Linked DNA regions of Canis lupus: region 1 is linked to region 2. A link is a contact called in public Hi-C data. All regions are on one chromosome and are shown on one strand. The core of a region is the stretch at or near the end of the contact, and the rest is flanking DNA. Distances in the headings are between cores, read along the strand shown.

Region 1 (7,008 bases), core at 3,287-5,786, 420 kb before region 2:
GTGACAATCTGTGACAGTCCCTCAGTCTTCTATTTCCTTACTGTTACACTGTTGGAAGATTTTGTAGAATGTCCCTCAATTTGATTTAGTCTGATGTTTTCTTTTCTTTTTTTTTTTTTTAAGTCTGATGTTTTCTTATGGTTAGGTTGAGATAAAGGACTTTTGTTGTTGTTTTTAAGGATTTTATTTATTTATTCATGAGAGACACAGAGAGAGGAGATAAAGGACTTTTTAAAAAAAGATTTATTTATTTATTTGAGAGAGAGAGAAAGATAGAGAACAAGCCCGCACTTGCACGGAGTAGGGGCAGAGGGGGAGAGGGACAAGCACTGGGGAGCCCGACAATGCAAGGCTCAATCCCATTACCCACGAGATCATGACTTGAGCTGAAATCAAGAGTCAGATGCTTAACCGACTGCATTACCCAGGCACCCTGGGGAGGGTGAGCTAAGGTATTTTTTTTTTTTACCAGAAAGCCATAGAAATGGTGTGCTCTTCTTAGCGCATCAAATCAAGAGGTAAACAATATTGCTATATTGGGGAATAATAAAGGGAATATCGCAAGTGGGCCTTGTGATGATACTGCCCATATTTTTCACTTGGTTAAGGAACATTCTCCCTGGTTTCTCCACTGCCAAGTTACTATTCTTTGCTGTGTAGCTAACAAGTGTCTTGTGGGGGAGCTACTTGAAGTCTAAGCAAGGAACCCACTCATCATGACACCTTTGGCACCACCTGAGCATCCATTGATGATTCTTACCTGCAAAACTTATAACTGTGACGTCTGCCAAATGGTGATGTTCTAATTACACCACCTCCTACCTTTAGTCATGGAGTCCTACCACTAAGGAAGCATTGTCTCTTCCTCTCTATTTACTTATTCATTTATTCAACGTTAGTGTTTCCTTGGTGATTATTTTCAGAGCATTGACAATAAATGTAAGAAGAATAAAGCAGAGATTGATAGACTCCTCTTTGAAAACATAAGACAGGGGCGCCTGGGTGGCTCAGTGGTTGAGCGTCTGCCTTTGGCTCAGGTCATGATCCCATGGTCCTGGGATCCTGGGATCAAGTCCCACATCGGGCTCCTCACAGGGAGCCTGCTTCTCCCTCTGCCTATGTCTCTCTCTCTCTCCCCCCCCCCCATGTCTCTCATTAATAAATAAATAAAATCTTTAGAAAAAAGAAAGAAAACTTAAGGCAGTGAAAAGAAGGAGAGAGGTTACAGGTAGACATACTTTTTTTTTTTAAAGATTGATTGATTTATTTATGATAGACAGAGAGAGAGAGAGAGAGAGAGAGAGAGAGAGAGAGAGGCAGAGACACAGGAGGAAGGAGAAGCAGGCTCCATGCCGGGAGCCCGACACGGGACTCGATCCCGGGACCCAGGATCGCGCCCTGGGCCAAAGGCAGGCACCAAACCACTGAGCCACCCAGGGATCCCCTAGACATACGTTTTTAAATGGAGCAGCAACAAAGAGCTGTACAAAGTGGTACCTAAGAAATACAAATCAAAACCACAATGAGATACCACCTCACACCAGTGAGAATGGGGAAAATTAACAAGGCAGGAAACAACAAATGTTGAAGAGGATGTGGAGAAAGGGGAACCCTCTTGCACTGTTGGTGGGAATGTGAACTGGTGCAGCCACTCTGGAAAACTGTGTGGAGGTTCCTCAAAGAGTTAAAAAGAGACCTGCCCTACGACCCAGCAATTGCACTGCTGGGGATTTACCCCAAAGATACGCAATGAAACGCCGGGACACCTGCACCCCGATGTTTCTAGCAGCAATGTCCACAATAGCCAAACTGTGGAAGGAGCCTCGGTGCCCATCGAAAGATGAATGGATAAAGAAGACGTGGTCTATGTATATGATGGAATATTCCTCAGCCATTAGAAACGACAAATACCCACCATTTGCTTCGACGTGGATGGAACTGGAAGGTATTATTCTCAGTGAAATAAGTCAATTGCAAAAGGACAAATATTATATGGTCTCATTCATTTGGGGAATATAAAAATTAATAAAAGGGAATAAAGGGAAAGGAGAGAAAATGAGTGAAAATATTAGTGAGGGTGACAAAACATGAGAGGCTCCTAACTCTGGGAAACGAACAAGGGTGGTGGAAAGGGAGGCGGGCGGAGGGTTGGGGTGACTAAGTGATGGACACTGAGGGGGGCACTTGGCGGGATGAGCACTGGGTGTTATGCTATATGTTGGCAAATTGAACTCCAATTAAAAAAAAAAAGTGGGGGGATCCCTGGGCGGCTCAGCGGTTTGGCGCCTGCCTTCCGCCCAGGGCGCGGTCCTGGAATCCCGGGATCGAGTCCCGCGTCGGGCTCCCTGCATGGAGCCTGCTTCTCCCTCCTCCTGTGTCTCTGCCTCTCTCTCTCTCTATGTCTATCATAAAAATAAATAAAACTTAAAAAAAAAAAAAAAAAAGTGGTACCTAACCAGGGAGCCCGAGTGGCTGTAGTTCTAAGTTCTGGCCAATAGGTGTCAGGTGTTGTTCAGATCTCCAGGTCAGTGGCCTGCCCTCTGAGGACAGGGAGACAAAGGGGGAGCCCAGCAAGAGGGAAGGATAGGGTGCAAGCCCAGAGGATGCAGGATGGAACTAAGTAGGCGTCATGGGATGCTCAGCTCCCTGGCAGCGACCTCTAACAGGCAACTCTGCTTTGTCTTTCCTCCATCTTCAGTTTTAGGAATACCAAGGATGCGGAGGAAGTCAAGGATGCCATAACTTCTCCAGCATTTCATTTTATTTATTTTATTATCTTATTTTATCTATTTTATTTTTACAGATTTTATTTATTTATTCATGAGAGATACACGCAGAAGGAGAAGCAGGCTCGATGTGGGACTCGATCCCAAGACCCCGGGATCATAAGCCAAAGGCAGACACCCAACCACTGAGCCACCCAGGCATCCCACCTCCAGTGTCTTCTTGAGCCTGGCAAGTGATCTCAATCCACTACGTCAATCCGGGATGCACTGCGCCATCCTTGCGACTCAGTTCCTGATTCCAGGGCAGTTCCGCTCCCATCGTCCCCACCCTGGCCACCTCGGGGCTGTCTCCGTCTTCCCCCTTCTCCTTTTATTTTTTTCAGATGGAAAAGAGTGGGGATTGGGGAGACTAGAGTCCTCGCCCACCTTATCAAGTCGTGTGACCTCAGCGTGCCCTCTCGGGCTTTCGTGGCTCTGGTTCCTTACTTGTGAAACCGGCTTGCGGGGGTCCGGGGTCGGGTTGGTGGATGACACATAGGAGGACCGGCGGGGTGCTGGGTGCTCCTCCTGCGCTCACTGTTGACTGGAACTGGACCTTCGGGCTCCACCAAGGGTACTTTCTGTTTCTGCATCTTTGGGGAAGTTGCTGTTTCTTGGTATTCTGGGAGTCAAGAAAATAACAGTCATTGGCATTCACGTCTCTCCAAGCCTCAGGTAGGGCTGTGGCTTTTGACCAACAGTAACGAAAGACCTTGTGGCCAGTTTCAAGCGCCTTGTGCAGATATTGTGACACAGAGTCCCATTCAATAGTGGAAGTGGGAATTTCAGCCTTGTCCTTTGCTGATTTATTTTTTAAAGATTTTATTTATTCATTCATGAGGGAGGCAGAGACACAGGCAGAGGGAGAAGCAGGCTCCCTGCGGGGAGCCCGATGTGAAGCTGATCCCAGGACCCCGGGGTCACGTCCTGAGCCAAAGGCAGATGCTCAACCGCTGAGCCACCCAGGCGTCCTGCCCTTTGCTAATTCTGACATCAAGAGCTATTCTTTCCCTGCGAGGGCTGCCTGCACAACTTTCCCTCGTGTTAAGTGTGCAAACGAGGCACAGGCCAGCGTAGGGGATCCGGAGATATCCTGGCAGCGTGGTCTGTAGGGGGAAAGGAAAGGGGCAGGAAGCGGGCCGGACTCTGGAGACCACTTGTCCTCGGGCCTCGGCGGTGACGGCCCCCGGGGGAAGAAGCGGCGGGGAGTCAGGCGGAGGCTGAAAGCCTGCCTCCTCGCAGAAGGGTGGGGGTCCAGGCGGCCGGCTGCGCGCCAGGGGTGCAGGCATTTTCAAGGTTAAGAGCACCCAAAAAAATAGAAGTAGGAGGAGGAAGTGGGGCGCTGGGTCGCAGCGAGAGAAGGAAGCAGCTCGTCGGAGCTTCCTCTTTCTCCTCCTTCCGCGAAGCCCCCACCCCAAGTCTCCCGCCCGCTCCGCCCACCCTCTCGGCGGGGCCGCGGCCGCGCTTCCGCCCCCCGGGACCCGCGGCACCTGACTCCCGGGGGTCGCGGGTGCTCGGGGCCCCTCGGGCCGTGGCCGCCCTGGGTACCCAGCGGGCCTGTCCCTTCCAGGGCACACGCGCGCCGCGCGGGGGCCGCCGCTCGGGTGCTGCGCGGGGTCCGGCGGGGCGGGGAGGACGCGTGGGCCGCGGGGCCCTCCCTGGTCCGCGCGCCCGGCCGCCAGGGGGCGCTGGAGACCCGCCGGGGCCCCCGGCCCGCCCCGGCCCGCCCCGGCCCGCCCCGCCCCGGCGTGGCCCCGCCCCCGCCCGCCGTCGGAGCGCAGCCCCCGCCGATGCTGGGACTCGCCGCGCCGCCGCTGCCCGGCGCCGTGGTCCCGACCGCACGCGAGCCGCGGGGAGTCGCCGCTGGAGACGGGGCTCGGCGCCCGGCGGGGACTGCAGGTGCGTGGCCGGGAGGGCGGCGAGGGCGCGCGGGGCGGGGCGGGGCGGGGCGGGCGCGGCTGGGGGCCGTCGGGGAGCGGTGCTGCCGCCGCTGTGCCCGGCCCCGGGGCTCGGAGGTCCGCGCGCCCGCGTCCCGATCCTCCCGGAGGCAGAAGGGAAGGGACCCCCGGGGCGGTGCGTGTGGCCGCGTCCTCCGAGGGGGGGTCAGGAGCCCGCAGCCCCTCGGCCTGGGGACGGCGGCGGCGAGCGCGGCCAGGACCCCGCGGCCAGGACCCGGCCAGGACCCGCCGCCCTTCTGGGGCGCCGCCCGTCGGCGCGCGGGCGCAGGAGCCGCCTCTACCCCGGGTGTCCCCGCGCGACTCCGCCGCTGCGCGGGTGCAGGTGTGTGTGCAGGTGCGGGCGCGGGCGCGGGCGCCTGCGCGCTGGCCCATCCCAGGCCCGGGGTAAAGAAGCGAGAGGTTCAGGTCAGTGGGAGGAAGGCGATGGCTCAGGGGGAAAGGAACGCGAGATGAAAGCGGCAGGATGTGGTATCGAGTGAGTTAACAAGCCTCTGCGCCGAGAGGAGGGGTGGGTTCGGGCGAAATGAGGGCTAAAAGTAGGCCAGGGCTGCCCGGAAGGCCCCTTCTGGATTGCCCTTCCCTTCCTCCGCCCCGTGGTCGCGCACCTTCTCATCCACACCCTTCCTCCTGGCCTGGACCACCTGGTAAGGCGCTGGCGCCCAGAGCTCGCCGGAGCACCCATGCCCCAGGCCCCAGCCCCGGCCTTCAGGGGGGTGGTCTGCAATCTGTATTTTTCTAAAATTTGAATAAGCTCCTTCAGTGATGCACTGGAGCCATGGCTTGGGAGCCCGGTGTGGTGTGGAAAGGAGACCAGAGTTGCCGCTGGGGTCTTGCTGTGTGACCTCCAGCCCCTTCTGGCCCTCCCCCAGCCCATTGCCCTGTGTGGAAGACGGGCTCTAATTAGTGGCCTCACCGGGGCTGTGGGGAGCTTACATGAGAAACCCCAGTGGGCTGACCTCCCAGCTGCACATGGGAGCTGCTTCCTGGATGTTTGCAGAGCGAGAGTATGGGGGATCAGGGGTTCCCCTGCTTCCTCTGTGTGCCCATCCTGGTGTAGGTCCAGGAAGACAAAGAAGGTTTCCCATGGTCAAATTCTCTTTTCCTGGGTACCATCTCTTTTCAGGACACCTTTCCTTGCTTTTTGAAGCATAAGCAGCCAGGACTGTGGGGACAGGTGGGCTTGGGGGTCTTTGTATGCTAGACCCCATTGGGGTTTTAAGCACCATCCCCCATGTACACACCTCCAGCGTAAGTGGGAGATGATGACCTTCTCTCCCCAAGCTGTGATGGAAGCAGGCCTCCTCGGCCTCCCTTTCTTGGTTCCAATGCTGCTCTGTTTGTTTCTTCCAAGAATAATCAGTGGAAGCTAAGTGGTGGTACTAGGTGAAAAGCACATTTGGAGGGCTAACGATGATGAGGCTCCCCATGCTGATCAGGGGCCCCCTGGCTGAGAAGTGGCAGAGGAGGAGAGCCAGGAGCCTGTAGCCGCCTCTTGGCTTGGGCAGCCTCGAGGCCCCACCTCCAGTGCACCTGAGTACTCCAGCCCTGCTGACTCTGCCTGCATTCCAAGAGGCTCACCCCAGTGGGCTGACCTGGCCAGCCCTGAGGGATACCTGCGGATCAAAAGTCTTTTTTGGCTCAGCTGTGAGTGGGCTGAAGGCCTGGATCACCTTCTTAAGAGAAGAAGCTTCTAGAGGGGCCAGATAGTGACGAGTGGTCACGCAGGAGTGAGGTGGTAAGGTTGATTTTTAAAAAAATTTTTTTAAACTTATTTTTATTTATTTATGATAGACATAGAGAGAGAGAGAGAGAGGCAGAGACACAGGCAGAGGAGAGGGAGAAGCAGGCTCCACACCAGGAGCCCGATGCGGGACTCATCCTGGGACCCCAGGATCGCGCCCTGGGCCAAAGGCAGGTGCGAAACCGCTGAGCCACCCAGGGATCCCGGTAAGGTTGATTTTTGAGCCTCGGGCACTGATGTGGGTGGGAAGGGACAAAAGGAGCGTTACATATGACTTGTGCCCCAAGGGAAGATGAGACATTCCCAGAACAAATGTATATGGCATATTAGGATATTCCATCAATTTGAAGACGTACATGTTTTCACATTTTAACAGCTCAGAAATCAAGATGCTTCTCACCACCTATGGCATCTTACCAAAAAATAGCAATATTTCTTTCTTGGTAGCACACAAAATAATGCTATGCCGTACAATGAAGGCCTCTTCAATGCTGCTAAATTCAATGTATGTTTTACAGATGGGGGGGGGGTGCACAGAATTATG
Region 2 (6,263 bases), core at 50-2,549:
TACAAATGACTTAACTGAATGGTGTCTATACATACAATAGGATCATACTCAGCCTGAGAAGGAACGGCAGTTGTGACACATACTACGATAAGGGTGAACCTTGAGAGCATTAGGCTAAGTGAAATAAGCCAGTCACGAAAGGACAAATACTGTATGATTCTATTTATATGAGGTTCCTAGAGTCGTCAAACTCACAAAAACAGAAAGCAGAACGGTGGTTTCCAGAAGCTGGGGAAAAAGAGAGTGAGGAGGTGGTATTTAGTGGGGACAGTTTCAGTTTTGCAAGATGATCAGAATTCTGGAGACGGATGATGATGATGGGTGCACAACAATGTGAATGCCCTTGATGATAAACTGTGTACCTAAAAATGGTACATTTTATGTTATGTTATTTTATGTTTTATGTTATGTATATTTTACCACAATACATTTTTAAGTCCAGAAATCATGAAAAACAAAACAAAACAAAAAACCTTTCACTTTTCTGTATTGTGGGGGTTTATATCGACTATTGCACCAAGAAAAAAAAAAAAAGTTGAGTTCCATTTAGAAAATGAAATAAAAGTAACCTCAACTCCTTTAAGGATATCATCTTACAGTTTATGAAACACTTTCATAATCGTTGTCCTGCTTAAGCATCGCAAAAATCCCACAAAACAGAGACACTGTGACATTTAGTAGACAAGAAAACACGTTCAGAGGGGAGTAACTTGGCCATGAGTGAAACAAGGAGCCTGGACTCCTGGCAATCTTCTAACTTGGTCAGCTCAGTGTGATGTTAAGCATCACATGGACTATGTATATCTCAGGCAGCCCCAGATAAACCTGTCTGAACCCAGGAAATTCTCTGCAAGCCTAGAAAATACCATCGAGGCAGCCCAGGAAGCAAAAAGAAACAACAAGGCAATGGGATCTTAGGGGGATGTGAAAAGACAACGCAGCGCTGGGAAGCCACCAAAACAAGTGGCTGGTGTCACTCCCACAGAGGCATAACCAGCTTGACAAGCTGACCTCAGCCTTTGACAGTCTCTCCTACTACATGGATGGAGAGAAGGTCCGCAGGCCACCAGGAGTCCCCCATGTTGGAGTGTCTCAGGCTGACCCCCACCTGGCCCAGACCTCCTCCAGTCAGAGCCCCCCCGGTCCCCTGCTCCCCACCACCCCACGGTACCTGGTCCTGTGTCCCGTGCCTCACCAATCAGACCACCAGCAGTACACGGTTCCTAGCGCTGAACCAGCTGAAAACCAAGCAGAAGTCAACAGGAAGCATGAGAAATCACCGTATGACAAAAGAGGCACAAGGACAGGAAGTGGGTTCAGCCCACGAAGGCTGGGGCCTGTCATCTGGAAGTGAGGCAATCCTGTCAGCCTCCTCACTGAGCTGGAGTCGAGCAACACTTCCTTCCATGGTCCCGAGGAAGGGGAGAGAGAGATCAGGTCCTCACCCTCAGCCAGGCGTTCAAGGCTCCCTGTCACAACATGCCTGTATGCTCTGGTCCCTGTATTTGGAGAAGAATGAGGGAAAAGCTGTCACTCGCTAAAGGTAGGAGCTGCGCAGCACCTGGCATAGCACATACGTGGCATAGAAGAGGATGAACTGAAGGCAGAGGGCCGTCATCACTTTTATAGCTGGGAGGCCTGAACGAGCTCTTGGGGTCTGAGTCTCACTTTCCACATCTGTGAAATGGAGGTAATTCTAGCACCGGTACCCACAGGTCTGTTTACGCTTGAATGACATAATGTGCGTAACAGGCTTCACACAGGTCCCATGAGTCCCTGTCTGTCCCTCCTCCCCTCTGCCTCTGCAAATCTGGCCCACTCCTCAATCTATATTAGATTGGACAACCCTGGTCTGGTTCTGGTCTGGAGACTCACCCCAAACAGCAGCTATCATTTAGTCTCCCTATGTAGGAAGAGCACTGTTTCTTTTTTATTTTACTTTTTAAAGTATTTTATTTATTGATTCATGAGAGACTCAGAGAGAGAGAAAGGCAGAGACACAAGCAGAGGGAGAAGCAGGCTCCACGCAGGGAGCCCGGTGTAGGACTTGATCCCAGGACCCCAGGATCACGCCCTGGGCCGAAGGCAGACGCTAAACTGCTGAGCCATGCAGGCATCCCTTATTTTATTTTATTTTATTTTATTTTATTTTTATTTATTTATTTATTTATTTTAGAGAGAGAGCACAAGCAATGGGAGGGGCAGAGGGAGAAGCAGACTCCCCGCCAAGCAGGGAGCCTGATGTGGGGCTGGATCCCATGAGGTCATGATCTGATATGCTCAACTGACTGAGCCACATGGGCGCCCCGAAGAAGCACTGTTTCTAAGAACCGCTACTGAGGCCCTGCACTGGCTGACCATTCCTTTTCCATGGTGATGGGTTACCTCCCTAGGGACACCCAGTGAGGGTAGAGGCTGTGTGGATCTGTCTCTGATTCCCCCAGAACATCTAGCAGAGCACTGGAAGTCAGTCTCTAAATGTCCATGAGCCTTTGAGATGCTGTGGAAACACCACCCTATTTAATGCACGCAGGCAAACTCAGGAGCCTGGGCTGGGGACCTCACAGCAGTGGGGTGAGGCTATAGAGGCCAAGGCAAAGCCTTGCATGAGGGCAGGGCCAGGGTGAGCTTTGGCTCCTCTTAGCACCACTCATAAATCCCTAAAATCTTTTTTTTTTTAAAGATTATTCCCTCCAATTTACCACTCCCCCAGGGTGGGTGCCTAGCTTCTTCTTTTAGTGCACCCCAAGCCTTGCTGAGGCTTACTATGTGTCAGGCACAGTACTAAGTGTCTTACCATAGGACATCCTGCTTTAACTTTCAAACCACTCTCTAAGGAAGGGGCTGTTAATCTCCCCTTTTTTTTTAAGTTGTTATTTTTTAAGGAATGTCTGCACGCAATGTGGGGCTTGAACTCACAACCCCGAGATCAAAAGTCACATGCTCTTCCAACTGAGCCAGCCAGGCGCCCCTCTTCCCATTTTACAGATCAGGAAACTGAGACCCTAAGAGGTCACACAGCTTGTCCAAACTCACCCAGCAAGTGGACTCACACCTTAACCCATATGGGAGACATTTCAGTGATATTTTACTCCAGAAAGCTGCAAGTCCCGAGGGCAGAGCCCTCTTCCACCTCCTGTAGTGCACAGAACTGAGACCTTGTGGACAGTGTGTTCTAGATGTCAGAGTTACTGAGCATGAGTCATAACCAGGGAGTTGGAAATGCAGATCTCAGCCCCACCCCAGGGCTACTGAATCAGAATGAGCATTTTCTTTTTTTTTTCTCAAGATTTTATTTATTCATTCATTCATGAAAGGCACACAGAGAGAGGCAGAGACACAGGCAGAGGGAAAAGCAGGCTCTCTGTGGGGACCCCGATGCGGGACTCGATCCCAGGACCCTAGGATCACAACCTGAGCCCAAGGCAGGCACTCAACCACTGAGCCACCCGCGTCCCAGAACTTGCATTTTCACAAAAGAACCACGTAGGTGATTGGTTTGCTCATCTGGACCCATGTTGTTCCAAATTAAATTGAACAGATGGTGCTCTACAGGTACCCACAGGGGAATATAGGGGATATGGTGGGGGGAATATAGGGGAAAAACCTCTACAGGGCTCTTGATCTTGGGGGTCTCACCTCTGGAGGAAGCACAGAGCCAAAAAGTTAGGGCTCAAGACTGCTCGTGCCTCAGTTTCTATTCCCTAGGCACTCAACCAAGATTTTGGCCCCCTCCAAGCTTGGATGGCAACGGCACGTCTTTAGAGTGCCACCTGCTGATTTTGTTTAGGTATGCACCATACATTTCTGCTCCAGGCATCCCCTCCTGAGAAGACAGAGAGCCCCAGGTCAGTGTCTGGGGCTGGCTGAGCTGTCTCTCAGGGGTTCTCTCAGTTCTTGCCAACCTGGTTGACTTCTGCTCCTGCCTTCCACATCCACTCTCCACTATTCTTGCCACTGGTTCAGATAACTCCTTCCTCTATACGTGATAACAATGCGGGGCCCCGTGGTGGATGAGCATAATGACCTTCTCAATTCAGTTCATTTCAATAGGCATTTCTTGAGCTCCTACTGGATGCAGAACATAAGACTTCAACCGACTTCATTCCTCTTCTCACTGACATCAGAGCGAGTGGTCAAAGCGGGAGCATAGTGTTCGAGCTAAGGCGTCAAAATTTAAAACTGATCTCTACCAGAAAGTATTTACAACATTCACACCCACATATCTCTATTTACCTCTATTTACATCCATCTAAAATCAATAAGAAAAGGAAAGCCCACTTGGCGGGATGAGCACTGGGTGTTATGCTATATGTTGGCAAATTGAACTCCAATAAAAAAAAAAAAAAGATTAGCTATTTGGCAAAACAATTTAATTGAAATTCTCATCCACTTACACTAATATAAATTCCAGTAAAGAGTAATGTAAAGAAATAAAGCACTACTAATACTGAAAAGGAAAAAGAAAAGGAAAGCAACCAGCTAGAAAGCTGAACAAAAGATATAGATAAGTTCATGGCAGAAGAAAATCAAATAGCAAGGGCATTTTTAAGAAATGTCCCTATTTTAAACCTTTTTTATATTCTTTTTTTTTTTTAGCTTATTTGCTTATTTAAGTAATCTCTACATCCAGTGTGGGGCTCAAAATCATGATCCCAAGATCAAAAGTCACAGGCTTTTCTGACTGAGCCAGCCAGGTGCCCCCAAGCTTTTCTTACGTTCTTTTAAATTTGATTTTTAAAATTATTTCTCTTTTTCCCCTATTAGCTTCATAATGAATTGTACATTCTTTTACTATTCTTTTAATGGTTATCAAGAAACTATGTGCATCTTTGAATTATTAATCCACTAGAAGTTATACTTTTCCCACTCCCCAAATAATTCGAGAATCTTACAGTTTAATTCTATCTATCCCCTGCCTGCTTTATGTTATTACTGTAGAGTATTTTAATGTTTCACATATTTTTAAACTCTTAAGATTTTTTTTCTGTGCAGCCAATATTCATATATTTTTCCTACACACGTGCCTCCTTCCTTCATTCATTCCTTCATTCTTTGCTCCCATTGGGATCATTTCCATTCAGCCTAAAGAGTATCCTTTAGTGTTTTTTAGCATAGTTCTCTTCTCAATGAATACTCTCTGCTTTCATTTGTAAGCCTCTTTGTTTCACCTTCATTTTTTGAAGACTATTTTTCTTCATATAAAATTCTAGATTGGCAGTTGTTTTCTTTCAGTCATTTAAAGATTATATTTTTTAAAGATTTATTTACTATAGACAGAGAGAGAGAGAGAGAGAGAGAGAGAGAGAGAGAGAGAGGCAGGCAGAACACAGGAGGAGGGAGAAGCAGGCTCCATGCCGGGAGCCCGACGTGGGACTCGATCCTGGGTCTCCAGGATAATGCCCTGGGCCAAAGGCAGGCGCCAAACCACTGAGCCACCCAGGGATCCCTCATTTAAAGATTATAAAACATAGCCTTGACTTCCACTGTCTCCTGGATCCCATCATTTATTTTACAAATCAGCCGTCAATATTGTTACTGCTCCCCTAAAAGTAATGTGTCTTTTTCTCTCAGCCAATTTTCTTTTTTTTTTCTTTTTTTTTTCTCTCAGCCAATTTTCAAAGATTCTCTTTGTCTTTGGTTTTCAGAAGTTTTACTACAATGTGCCTATGCGGGGATTTTTTTTTTTTTTGTATTTATTTTGCTTGAGATTTGTCATTTGTTGAACTTGTGGTTTAACATCTTCATTAACATTGTAGCATTTGTGATCAGTAACTCTTCAACCACTGCTTCTAAACTGATCACTAACACTCCTTTACTTGAATGCTTCCAGTTAAATGTATCTAGATCTTTACACCATATTCCATATTCTCTGATGTACATATTGTCCGTGCTTTTCCCCCCTCCATGTTTTGCCCCCCTTTTTTCCCCACTCCATGCTTCAGCTTGTCTATTTGCTACTGAACTATCTTTCAGTTTACTAATTTTCTCTTCTGTTATATCTAACCTGCTGTTAAACCCATCTATAGTGGGGTTTTTTTTTCAGTAATTGTATTTTTCAGTTTTAGAATTTCTATTTGGTTCTCTTTATTTTTTTAAAAGATTTTATTTATTCATTTTATTTATTCATTTTATTTATTCATTCATGAGAGACACACAGACAGAGACAGAGACACAGGCAAAAGGAGAAGCAGGCTCCCTGCAGGGAGCCCAATGTAGAACTTGATCCCAGTATCCCGGGATCACACCCTGAGCTGAAGGCA

The links. A called contact is a pair of places that touch in the nucleus more often than the background predicts.
Region 1: a contact with region 2 is called in a Hi-C map of blood, with 8 times the contacts expected there. The contact joins the promoter of PIK3R5 here to the promoter of NDEL1 in region 2. A contact is called at or near these places in 2 of 9 Hi-C or Micro-C datasets (both in blood).

The regions. Positions count from the first base shown.
Region 1 is chr5:33,807,333-33,814,340 of UU_Cfam_GSD_1.0, reverse strand. PIK3R5 (phosphoinositide 3-kinase regulatory subunit 5) reads left to right here and starts at 4,536. Exons shown (of 19, transcript XM_038536859.1): 1 at 4,536-4,664.
Region 2 is chr5:33,388,048-33,394,310 of UU_Cfam_GSD_1.0, reverse strand. NDEL1 (nuclear distribution protein nudE-like 1) reads right to left here and starts at 1,299. Exons shown (of 10, transcript XM_038536844.1): 1 at 1,172-1,299.